Regions from separate parts of the Arachis hypogaea genome. Here region 1 is linked to region 2. A link is a contact called in public Hi-C data. All regions are on one chromosome and are shown on one strand. The core of a region is the stretch at or near the end of the contact, and the rest is flanking DNA. Distances in the headings are between cores, read along the strand shown.

Region 1 (6,656 bases), core at 2,742-5,241, 390 kb after region 2:
TTTTCTTTTTTTTTCCAACATCCATTTTTATTAAAAAATATAAATATAAAAGGTTATAATTCATATTTTTATTTTTAATTAAATTTTTTATGTTACACAAAATTATAATACATCAATTAAAATTAATATTGTATAAAAGTTGATATAATATCAATACCTCAATTAAAATTAAAACTATTCAAAAGTTTATGTAATTTTTTTTATCATTGATAGATAACTACTCACTAAAAGGGAAAAAAAAACAGTGCACCTATCACTATATATTAACTTTTAATATAGACTAGTGTTTTAATTAATATTTTTTTCTAAATGAAACACTATGCCAAAAGTGTAGTTCTCTTTGTATTTTTAGAAGGATTCAACTAGGAAGTGAATTTTATTTCAATCAATATAAACTATTTTTTTTAAATTATATTATTTATTTTAAATTTTAAATTCTAAATTCTGAATAAAAAAATTTATTAATTAACCGTTAATTTTCTACGCTTATTTTTTTAAATAAATATTTGTTTTTCTTATTTTATAGATAGTTAGATGTAAAATAAATTTAAGTATATTAATTTTTTAATGTATAAAAAATCAATGAATAATTATTTTAAAATGATATATATAGGTGTCACAAAAGTAAAATTAGGTTCACAAATTTGTTCAAATACAAGGAATGATGGTTGGGTGGTGTCAACACCAGGAATTAGATGCCAAGACTTGAAGCAATCATGACATGGGACCAATAATTCATGTCACATCTATATAGATATATTAGGGTTCTAAGTTTTCAACTAGAAGATTTATAAACAATAACATTAAGCTTAGTTTGGATATGTGTGCACCCTAAAGAGAAAGAAATTGAATTGGAGAATTCTAAAACAAAAATAGAAGAAAGTGCAAGTCTTTATCTTCATATTTATTGCTTATACGATTGACACTTCCCCCTTAGCACCTCCTTGTTAGTCATAGAGACTAAGCTGAAATCCTCACGCCAAGGAAACCAAATAGCTTTCATTGGAGTATGACCATCCAACAAATATGTTACACACATTAATCTGAGCTATATCCTAATCCTTAGAAAATTATATGTAAAAATTTCGGTTTTCAATAGCACATTAGATATATGTTTTAAGAATAGAAAATGTTATATGTACAAACAAAATCAATTAGTTATGTATTTATATATAAATATATATAATTTTAATTTATTTTTAATATATATTTTATAGTGATAACTACTCATCAGAACTAACATAATTGTTTAGGAATATATATATTCTTTATCTTTGATTGATGATGTACTCTGATGGAATCAAATCAAATCAAATTTATATTTTATATATAAATATGTAGGCATCAAAAGATGCTATTGTAGAGTTTCTAGAGAATTAATAATGTGGCATGCAGCATAGAATAGAAGAGGGAAAATAAAATTATAAAAACCAATATGTAACTGAGAAGTGTTTAATTCATCAATTATATTCCTTGATCTAAAGATGCCGTTTATTTTTATTTATCTAAGAAAAAAACACTTGATAAAGGCTTTCCCATAACTCCAAAGATGGGTACGTTCTACACACACACACATTAATTTCATGTGGGTCTAGTTCTAATTATTGCAATTAAGAGAAAACTTTAGAAGAAACTACAAATATAGTATATAGTAAGTTAAAAAACATTCAAAGAAACGAACTCATATTCATATATGAGGAATAAGGGACTCATTACTACTGATGAAGAAACTCATATGAAAAGCAAAACCGCAAGAAAAGCAAATGAAAATCTGATCTCAACCACAGAAGATTATACATGCTTCTCCTCTAATGAACACTAATTAATTGTTTCACTGTATTTGTGTTTTGTTACACAGTAGACATTACATTTAATTTCTGAGTGAATTAACATGGCGAAGATTCACAAAGCATACCTTTTGTCTCCCGCAATTTGAGACAGCAAACTCAGAAGCTTCAGTGGCACAGATTAACACGTTTCAAAGAACCACAGCTGTCACGTGCCAAATTAATTTAACCAAACAACAATATCATTATTCACCCTCCTCCTCCTCCCACTATTGCAACAATAATATTTCACAAATTAAACCACCAAATTGAAAAATAGCATCCACTATTAAATACAATTCAAAAGTCTTTTCCTCTTCAATTCCTTTTGCTTCATAAAATGAACAAGCTAAGAGGAACTTGCTATGTGTATACTAAACCAATTAGGCATGGTGTCTACATCAATTATTGCTATGGAAGAAATGTAGATATTAATAATCACAGACCAAGCTAAGGTGCAATGATTCCAATATGGTATTATAGCAACTTTAGATGAAAGGATTGAGTAATGGAATGAAGAAAACTAACCTTCATATATATATATATATATATATATAGTCACCAATATCTAAGTAAAAATTTGGCATTGATCATTTGGACTAAGACAATAATAACAAGATTAATTAATTAAAGCATACAGCCACAGCTTATAGCAATTAACAACATCATCATCAAGGTAGTATAAATTAATACTTCATTCCCATTTTGTTTACTAATTACCGTAACAATTTATTCCACCCTTGATCCCATATCAAAGAGAGAAATAAATGGAATAATTTATTATTATTATTATTATTATGAAGTCTCCAAATTTAACCAAAATAAGAAATATTGTCACTTGGAATTCTGCTATAGTTGGTGGGAGGCCTCTGTTGTTGTTGGATGTACATGGAGGAAGAAGAGGAAGAAATGGGAGGGAGAGAATTAGGAGGAAGTGGTGGTGGCGGAGGAGGAGGAGCAGCGACGGAAACAGCAGCCCCGGATGAAGGGAGCATAGGAAGATGATGGTGGGAGGAGGGAATAATGATATTGTTATTAGCTTCTCTGAGTTTGTATTTAAGTATTTCTGACCTCACTGCATTGAGTTCAGCTTGTAAAGATTGAACTTGATGCTGCAATGTTGAAATTGCACCCATGCATCCATAAACTGGATCTCTTAGCCTCACATTAGCCTCATAAACTAGACTATTCGCTGCATCAGCTCTTTGGCACTCCGGTACCTCCTAATAAATATTAATAAATAAAGAGTAATTAAATTGTCTTTCCAGTTGGAAGCCTATAAAAAATAATTATATTTTTTGAAGAAATACCATGAGCATCTTGGAGACGTTGCTGGCACCAAAGACTTTGTGGACAGAAGCGAACTTTTGGGGCTCATGAGGTGAGAAATATGGAGAGAAGGGGCATTCTTGTGCGCATCTTCGTCGCAGTAGCTTGCATGCTGCACATGGTGTAATTGTGTTTAGGGTTCCTGGTGGCCCTAACATGTGTCTTCTTCCCATTTGACTTGAAACATTATCTCCTTCCCTCTTTATCTTCTTCCCTATCTCCTCAAATCTCTCCCTACCACCAAATCAAATTAAAATAGGGCTAATTCAACTTAATTAATTAGATAGTCGACAAGATTTGTATTATTACCTTTCTCTGGACATTCAGGCATGCTCTCTGAGTATGTGATAGATAGAGGAAGAGAATACCGAGAGAGAGTCGGAACTCGGAAGGAAAGGGAAGAGAAGAAAAATATGAGTAGTACAGTGTGCTTAAAAGGCAATCAAGGTTTACACATCCACCTATGTTTTATGTAATTATTATATGAAAGCGTGAGAGAAGAAGGTATTTGTGTTTGTTAGTTAAATTGAAGATTTAAGGAATAATTATATAAATGAGTAGCTAGCTAGCAAGGCAAGTTGAGATGAAAGTGAAGCAAGCACTTGTAAGAGAAGATATATAAATTAGTGATGGTGTAAGTGTGCCAGCTCTATGAGTGAAATGCTCACGTGTGCGTTAAATGTGGCTTTGACTTTCTTAATCAACTTTCTGACTCTATTGCCGCCATGCATGTGGATCCTTGCTTCTTATTCTGGCCAGGTCTTCCCCATATTTGACTCTCTTTCTACCTAGCTAGCTAAGCTCTCTTACATATATGTATAAATATTATATATCAACAAATTCAGAATGTAATTAATCAATACCATATGTAAACAGGTGTAAAACCAGTTGTACTTTCACAATTTATTAAAATGCTATTTTTTAATTTGAGTCTAGCTTCTTTTGAAGAACAGTTAACTAATATAAGATTATGACCAAGGCAATTAATTAAGTTCACTCACTGGGATCAGCGTTTAGAGTATTCAGTGATCAACATCACTGAAAATGTTGGCCGTGGCAATGCAAGCATTATATGATTCTGTCTTGGCAAATTTTAAATTGGATTGAAGATAATATGTACATTGAATTACAGTTTAAAAACAATAGTTCGAAATTTGAATCTTGCCTACAGCAATTCATTAGTTTTAGTCACAAATTTTTTAATAGAATTTAGATTTGTGAAGATTAATCTTTAACCGGTCAAAAAATACCATAAAAAAACTAAATAATTTATTACTTCTTGATGTTAATTATCTTATCTAGCTTAAAAATTAAAGTAGTGTTTCTCAAAAACAAATAAGTCTATTATACTCTCACAATGGCCACTTAACGTTCAACAGGTATTAAGGCAGTTGAAAGTGATTCCTTCTTATTTATCAGTGAAATAGGGAAAAAGATTGGACACCTTCCAAGATAAGTAGATAATGTGCTATAAGCAGAAAATGACTCTTGTATGTGATGATGATGTATAATTTATATTGATTGGTAGAGGTATGTATGGTGATTTGGGACATCTCACCCTAGCTCATGCCATGTGAAGAAGATATCATTTCGAATTTATAAGAATCTATATAACCAAAACAGTTGTTTGATTTCAACAACTCTGATCAGATGAATTCTCCAATTTTTTTTTTATAAATTCAGTGCAAGTGACTAAGACAGTTAACTTCTTAACTATATATAATTTGTCTTCACCCAAATGAATAGCATTTTCCCTTAAAGCACACCTTAACATAATACAAAGAAACCAAAACCTCACCTTTCAAAATTAAAATTGCACATCCATATATATGATATGATGTGTTATGGAATTAACAATAATATATGTATATATCCACCTAGCAGTGAGAGATTAATCTTTTAGTTTATATCTCAGTAAAGGACCTAAACTAGATTTATGCAGAGATTTAGTCCAAACAAATTAAGGTTGGCACAAATCAATTAGTAGTATCTCTCCATATCTAATTTGTTGGAATAAAATGATCCTATTGGCTATGTGTTCAGTAAGAAACTATCTAATCTTTTATATTGGTTCTAGAAACTAGAAAAAATTAACTTTCACTTAATTAATTTAGTTCATTTTTTTATTTTGATTTTAAAATTTCTTGTTTTACAGGGATTTAAGATTTATAATTTAGAATTTAAGATTAAAAGTTTATAATTACAGTTTAAAAATTAAAATAAATAAAATAATTTTCAAAAGTTAACTAAAAAATAGCTCTTTAGCATCAATCTTTAGCTTTTATTTTTTCGTCTCTAATCCTTCACTTATTTTTTGAATATATCCAAAACATTTTATGTAATTTAAAATATATATTTTTATCTCCAAATTCTATAAGCTCATATCTTCCAAAATATTTCAATCCTAGTACAATTATTTATAGAAGTGTTCCCTATCAAATTGGGTGGTGAAAGAGAGGTAGCTAGGGGTGGTAATAAATAAATGAATAAAAATTGAATGAAATAACGTAAGAAGGAATACGTAGACTCTAAGGGAGGTGGGAGTGGCACCATCCATTCTTGTTTGACCCGTATTTTGAGCCTTACTATTCGCCCCTTTGTCTTCTCTATCCCCCAAACCCCAACTTTTTTTTCTTTAAAAAACTACTCCATCTTCTGTGTTCACCAAAACCTAGAACAAACCACGTCCATTCTACTAAACAAATTGTTATATTTACAATTTACATGTTAAGTACTCACAAATATAGAACATTCGTTTAAAATTCAAATCTAAAAGGGTCAACCCACATATATTGTCATCAAAGGAAAACCCTAAACTTTGGTCTTCTTACTTTCTATACTATCACTGTCGACAAATCATATCCGAGGATATTCAACTCCACAATTGTGTGATATCTCTCTCCCTCTCCGTTGGATGAATTAAGAATATTATCACATCAACTTTTGTTTAGAATATAATGGGGTATAGCATCCGTCTATAAATATGATCTAATTTTGATAAGGCATGTCACCACTACTATAAAGTTTTTGTGTAAATATTTAATTATATGCTGTCATGTAATGAAAAAAATATTGGCCAATATTGGACAAGATGAAATATAAAGATTCTATTCTATTTAAAAGTGATATGCAGAAAGACCATTTGATCCCATGGCACCTGTACAAACATATACATGATATGATTCATCCATCATCCTCTTTGGTCCTACTTTCCTCATCCATATACAAAAGTATTAGGTCCTCAGCAAGAAAGATATAGATAGAAGACTTCTGTTTTGCATTAGTACTCTGTATTTGAAGCCATAAGGATTTTTGTTTTTTCTTTTATTCAACACATTTCTACTCGAGAATCTGAGTTCTATAAATATTAAATAAGAAGTATCTGCTACGCCATCAACCATGTATAGGAGGTACTCTTAAGTTAATATTAAGCTTTTTTTTTGTATTATAATATTAAGCTACTAACCGTAGATTAGATGGGTTTATGAGCTGCGTTAGGGA
Region 2 (6,857 bases), core at 3,807-6,306:
ACATTGCTGCAGAGGCTGGGCGCAGGAATCGCGGTGCAGGCGGTAGCAATGGCAGTGTGCTGCGCCGTAGAGATTCAAAGAATGAATGTGATAGCTCAGCAACATATAAGTGGCCATGAAAAGATAGTTCCTATGAGCATATTCTGGTTGTTGCCACAGTATATTTTACTTGGCATAGCAGACACATTTCTTATGAGTGGTTTGTTGGAATTCTTCTATGATCAATCCCCTGAAGAAATGAAGGGTCTTGGAACAACGTTTTTCACAAGCTCTGTGGCTGCTGGGAGCTTTTTGTGCACGTTTTTGGTGACTATGACAGATAAGGTTACTGGGAAAGTGAGTGGTAAGAGATGGATAGGGAACAACCTTAATGATTCTCACCTAGATTATTATTATGCCTTTCTTTTTGTCATATCTCTGCTTAATTTTGGGGCCTTTCTTTGGGCATCAAGTGGATACACTTACAAGAAAGAGAATACCTTAGAATTAGAGAGTCCCTTATGAGAAATGTGCTTTTCCTTTTAATCAATATTAGTTATTCATGTGTCGTTAGTTATTTAATAACTCATCATAATGAATTTCTAACTTGGCCCTCAAGGGCTACACAAATACATGTTTAGATGTATACAATATCATGTCTCCATTCTTTTTTTCTCTAATATCATGTAGTCGATTCAATTGAAAAGTATCACCGACACCTAGGAAGAAAAAGTTAATTAGTAACAGTTAATTAGAGGCAGGCACGGACCTACATGGAACCATGGGGGGGCACTTGCCCCCACTCTCATTTAATTTTTTTAAACAAAAAAAAATATATACATATATAATATGCCCCCATTTTAAATTTTAAATGATCCCATTACAAATAAATTAAACTAATTATTTAAAACCTTGAATCCATTTTATCTTGCTATCATTTTGATTATGAGTTAACCTAATTAAATTTAGTCTTCTCTCATTCTCAAATCCTAGTCGTCACTCATTTATTCTCTTAAACTCTCTTCTTAGTTTCATATTTTCAACATTTTTTTTCTATTCCTTGTTTAGTGGTCATCTTGTCTTCATCAACAGGTAAATTTTAAATTCTCTATTTTGTTTTATACAGCTCTCTATGATTTTATGTTTTTTTTCAATTTTATTGTTTCTCTTTTCATATTTTCGATTGCAAATTTTAATTCAAACAATTATAGTTTAGGTATTAATCTATTTTTATATTCTCTTCATGAATTTATATATTTTATTTTATTTTTGATTTAGTGATCCTTATTATTTATTTGTTTATCTTTCATTCTATTCTATTATATATAATTATGTTGCATATAAATTTCTAAAGTGAATCGATCAATTTACTAATTTAGAATATATATTTTTTATTTTTAGAAATAATAATGGAAAAATATTTTAAAAGAAAGCTACCACTAGAATCTGAAGTCACTTCATTAGTCTCTTCTAATAAAAAAAAGTTTTTAAAATTCAATGTAAAAAGTTTCATAGTTGATCCTGAACAACGACCCAAAATTTTAAATTATGATATAAATGACAGAGATGAAATTAGACAAATTTATTTGTGAAAAGATCATTGTCAACCAAGAGAATATAATTTTCTACAAACATATTTTGGGACTTTTTTTGGTAAATTTAATGCTGATTGGTTTGATGAATTTAGCAATTAATTGGAATATAGTATTTCATAAGATGCTGTTTTTTATCTCTATTATTATCTTATGAAATCTGATAGTGCGAGTAGTAATGCTTTTATAAAAGAGCTCTTTTTAAATTTAAATTAATATATCTTTTGATAATAATGTGAATTATTTTTGCCCCCTTACCATAAATTTTCTGGGTCCGTCACTGATTAGAGGTCTTCATAGTCTGGTCCACTCCAAAGACCTGGCCTGAATCCAATAGATTTGAGCTAAATTTGGTCCGATTTCATTTGAACTTGGTTAAACACAAAATCAAAACTCGAGTCATCTTGTTCTCCCCGATTAAACCTTTTTCATTACTATATAAATTTAATTTGAGTACTTATTGAGTTATTGTAGCATTTTCTATTGTATTTGTCATAAACTTCTAATCTTATTGATTCGATTTTCTTAGTAAATTTGGTTCTTAGTAAAGTAAACTTGTTTGCTTTTAATTAAGTGAGATTACACTTGATTTGTTAAGTGTAATTCTAACAAAAATATCTTATTTTTTGGTATATAAATTTTATCTTAGATATTGATAAATTAGAAATAATTTATATTTTAATATCAATAAATATTAAAATATCATTACAATTTATCTAAAATATACAGTATATTTTATATATATATTGTATCTCCATGTTTTATAAAAATTTTAAATTGGTGTGTCTGCATGTTTCGTGTAGTGTTATATGTCAATATCCGTGTATTATAAGTAGCAAATAATTTGTTTTAATTTAGTTTTATATGAACCCAATTTTTACTTAATTTAGATCCGATTTTATTATAATATAAAAATAATAAAATTTTGTTGGATATAAAGTTAGATAAGAATCTCAAAAATAAATTTGATTAATATTTAAAGTCGAATATGAGTAAAGACAAATCTAATTTTGCCTAACCCATGAACATGTAGGCATTAAACTGAATATTTTTATAAAATAACTACATTAATATTTGAAGGTTTTATTCGGTGATGAATATTTGAAGTTTTTTTTTTGACCCATTCTCTTTTTTAATGAATTCTATATATCAATTTTCTAGACACAGTTAAGATTTGAAATCCGTATACTTCCTAGCAAGGCAAACATAGTTGCCACTAAATCAAGTTTTGGGGTGCAATATTTGAAGTTTTGAAAGTGTATGGTGATGAGCATTGGAATCTATTTCAAAAAAAAAAAATGAAGACGTCTTCTCTTTTTTTTGGTCAGCTATCCAGGCCACAATTGGCCCAGACCCACAGTAGAAAACTCGAATCCCAACCCAAGCCGCTTCATGATCTGAAATTCAAAACCACGATTCCCAAAATATGGGAATTCTCCAACAGTGGAGCCTTAAGCTCTCCAACAGTGGAGCTGTTTTGCTTCGACAAGTAGAGCCATTATTTAACCAACTTCACAAATCTAGTGCAGTTATAAAAAACAAGAAAATCATAAAGAAGATAACAAAGAAGCACCAACACAAGGATCACAAATAAACAAGACAAGGCATGGAAGGTATCGGAAGTGCAGGCATGGACGGAGACATTCTAGACTTAGACGAGTTCCCAGCTCAACAAGGAGGTAATCCAGACCAGAAACTAGTCGGCAGAGTATTAACAGGGAATGTGCTAAATACAGTCACAGTGCGTAAGACGATTCTCAACATGTGGAGAGATCCACAGGGACTAGTGATCATCAATGCAGGACCGAACTCTTTCATCTTAAACTTCAAAAATCAGGAGGAAGCAAGAAGAGCGTATGATGGGGGACCATGGAGAATAGAAGGACATATGTTGAGCTTGTAGTGGTGGAGTCCAAACCTGTCCATTGAAGAGGTAAATAACAATCAGCTTCCTATTTGGATTCAAATACATGGGCTACCTTATGATAAAATTAATATAAAGAATGCTGAAAAAATAGGAGCAATAGTAGGGAGAGTAATAAGTGCTGAGAATCCATTTGCTGAAGGGAACATGCTTAGATCCTTTTTTAGGGTTAGGGTAGAGATAAATGTTTAAACACCTCTGAAAACAGGATTTTGGCTCAAAAGAGATGATGGAAGTCATTCATGGGCTGAGTTCAAATATAAAAAATTGTATGATTACTGTTACAAATGTAGAAAAATTGGGCATGACAAAAAAGCATGTATTGAAGAGTTGGCTATGTCATTAGTAAACCCAACAAGTCCTAGATATGGACCAGAACTTACAACTCTGGGACTGAGATCAATAGAGAATGAGGCAAGAAAGGCAGGAAATAGGAGGAGAAAGGAAGAACACAACAACTGGGTGGAGGAGTTATGGGAGGCGCGTGAGAGAAGCTTGCAAGGGAGAGAGTGGCTGAAAAGACAATCACAAAGGGAGAAAGAAGGGTCAAATCAAGGGAGTATAAGAAGTTCTCAAGCCAGTGCCTTTGCAAAATCTTGGGGCAGATTGGCAAATCCAAAGGAGCAAATGGGAGGGAGACAAGTGGCAACACAGGAAGCTCAAGATCAGGATGAAGGGGCTGATGATGAAGAAATGAATGGTGATGATGATAATAATATATTGAACCTAGCTGATGGGACAACAAACCAGGAAAAAGGGGAAAAGAAAAAGGGCATTCTAGAAAAGCAACAAACTAGTGAATCAGTAGCAATGGGAAACGTGAAGGATGTTAGGGAATTAGGAAAGGATGGGGAGAATGGGAAGGATAGTAACAAGATTTCTAGGAGGTATATAGAGAGAGGTGGGCCAAGTAGGAGAAGAATGGACAGCACAAAAAAGATGGCATGGGCTTTCACCAACCAAAGGCCCAATAGAGATAGCCAGCAAATTATTAGTGGGCCAACTGAAAAAGAAAAAAACCCCACTATTGGACAACTATTGAAGGAATTCAACAAGAAGATGGCTGAAGAAGGAAGGAAGAGAAATATAGAAGAGGAGTTGGAAGAGGAGGCCCAAAATAGGAAAAACATGGAAGTTGATGAGATAGTAAGCCAAGATCAGAACAAGGGGAAAAGCCAGAACAGAATAACAAGCAGTTAGTCACAGAAAGCGATGGAGAGTTCTACTATGTTGAACTAGCAGAAGAAGAAGAAGAAGAACTAGAGTAGGAAAATAACAAAGCAATTGTAGTGGCCAAGGAATATGAAATAGAACTTGCTCAAAGAATGGAGGAAAAGTTGAAACTCAAAAGAAGAAGAGGAGATGACCAGCAGGGACAGAGAGGAAATTTCCTGGAAGAAGAAGAGGAAGCTGTGCAGGTGTGGAGAGCTAGCAAGAAGAACAAGGTGGTCGGAGGCCTCATGGAATGGATGGCCTATGAGGATGAATTACTGATCAGAGGAGACAACTTGGGAAATTCAATGGCTGAGGAGGCGGGCCTACACATGCCCCCAACTCAACCATGAGTGTGATAAGTTGGAACTGCCGCGGGCTTGCGGCCTCCGCGACAGTTTCTGAACTGCACAGCATGTGCAAACAAATAAAGCCTGCAATAGTATTCCTAATAGAAACTAGAGCTAGAGAAGGAACTATTAAGAAGTTGAAAAGAAGGTTGCATTTTGAGAATGTATTTCACATAGAACCCCAGGGACTATCCGGAGGGCTATGCCTTTTGTGGAATGAAATATATAATATTGATATTTATTTTTGGTGTGATAATCATATAAAAGCTCGGATTGACGATAGGAAAGGGAAGATATGGACATGCAATTTTATCTATGAAAACCCATGCTTTGGAAGAAGAAAGGAGCAATGGAGAGCAGTTACAGAAAACAATTGTAATGAGGGAGAGCCGCAGTTATTCATAGGAGACTTTAATGACATCTTGAGTCAAGAGGAGAAAATTGGTCTACATCTAAAGTCACAAAGCCAGGTAAAAGAGTTTAGACAGTTTGTGGATATGAATTGTCTTATGGATTTAGACCTAAAAGGTGGAAGATTTACGTGGTTTAGTAATCCGAGGAATGGATTCATCACTAGGGAGAAAATAGACAGGGCGTTAGCCAATTGGGAATGGAGAGCTTTGTACCAGCATGCGTCACTCACAGCTCTACCAGCAATAAGTTCTGACCATTGTCCAATAGTTTTAAACATCAATCAAGTTCAAAGAAGGGAGAAGAGCTTTAAATTCGAGGCGTTTTGGGTCGATCATGATGAGTGTGAGAATGTAGTAAGGAAGGGGTGGGATAAAGGGAATATTCATGGATGCGATTGGAAAGGAATAACAAGAAAAATGGAAAATTGCAAAGAGGAACGTAAGAAGTGGAGCAAGAAGACTTTTAAACATGCAGTTAAAGAAATCCACAAATTGAAGGATGAATTGAAGAAGCTACAAGATTCAAACTTAACACAAGAAAAGCAAGAGATGATACAATCAATAAAGGAGAATATAACAGTTCTATGGAAGCAGGAAGAGAAATATTGGGGACAAAAAGTCAGGTTGAAATGGTTGAAATGGGGAGACAAGAATACAACTTTCTTTCATGCCACAACCATTCAAAGAAGAGAGAGGAACAGAATTGATAAATTGAAGAATGAAGATGGATCATGGATGAAAGATAGGAAAGAAATCATGAAACACATAGAGGAACATTTTGAAGCGTTATTCACTTCTAATAGCAATAGAAACGTGGCAGCAACTCTAAATAAAATTCAAGCGAAAGTCACAGAAGATATGAACAGGGGCTGATCTCAGAAGTCACTGAAGAGGAGATTAGAAAAGCAGTTTTCAGCATGGGCGACCTCAAAGCTCCAGGACCAGACGGTCTGAATGGGTTATTCTACCAAAAACACTGGGAGATAATTAAGAAGGAGGTATGTGCAGTTGTTAAAGAATTCTTTCGACATGGGAGTCTGCCAGAAGAAATTAGTGAAACCACAGTTGTTCTAATTCCAAAAGTCAAGAATCCGGAAGAACTTAATCAGTTAAGACCAATCAGTTGTTGTAACTTTATCTACAAGATTATAACAAGGGTTATAGTGTCGAGATTGAAAGGGCTATTGGAGGATATAGTGTCACCAACTCAAAGCGCTTTTGTGGGGGGAAGACTTATACAAGATAATGTAATGATCGTCCAAGAAGTGTATCACAGCCTAAATAAGAAAGGAAGAGAGGGATCTCAGAATATAGCGATCAAGTTGGATATGAACAAGGCATATGATAGACTAGAGTGGGATTTTCTCGAGAAGGTGCTTTTGAAATT

What was found. A called contact is a pair of places that touch in the nucleus more often than the background predicts.
Region 1: a contact with region 2 is called in a Hi-C map of leaf, with 2.4 times the contacts expected there. The contact joins the promoter of LOC112715820 here to the promoter of LOC140175682 in region 2. A contact is called at or near these places in 2 of 8 Hi-C or Micro-C datasets (both in leaf).

What each region holds. Positions count from the first base shown.
Region 1 is chr10:84,525,117-84,531,772 of arahy.Tifrunner.gnm2.J5K5, forward strand. It overlaps LOC112715820 (LOB domain-containing protein 15), which reads right to left and starts at 3,992. Exons shown (of 3, transcript XM_025767641.3): 1 at 3,465-3,992; 2 at 3,137-3,389; 3 at 2,121-3,049. The coding sequence starts at 3,478. The coding sequence ends at 2,639.
Region 2 is chr10:84,135,843-84,142,699 of arahy.Tifrunner.gnm2.J5K5, forward strand. It overlaps LOC140175682, which reads left to right and starts at 5,057. Exons shown (of 1, transcript XM_072204216.1): 1 at 5,057-6,343. The coding sequence starts at 5,057. The coding sequence ends at 6,343. LOC112715817 (protein NRT1/ PTR FAMILY 5.1-like) reads left to right here. Exons shown (of 4, transcript XM_025767638.3): 4 at 1-609. The coding sequence ends at 504.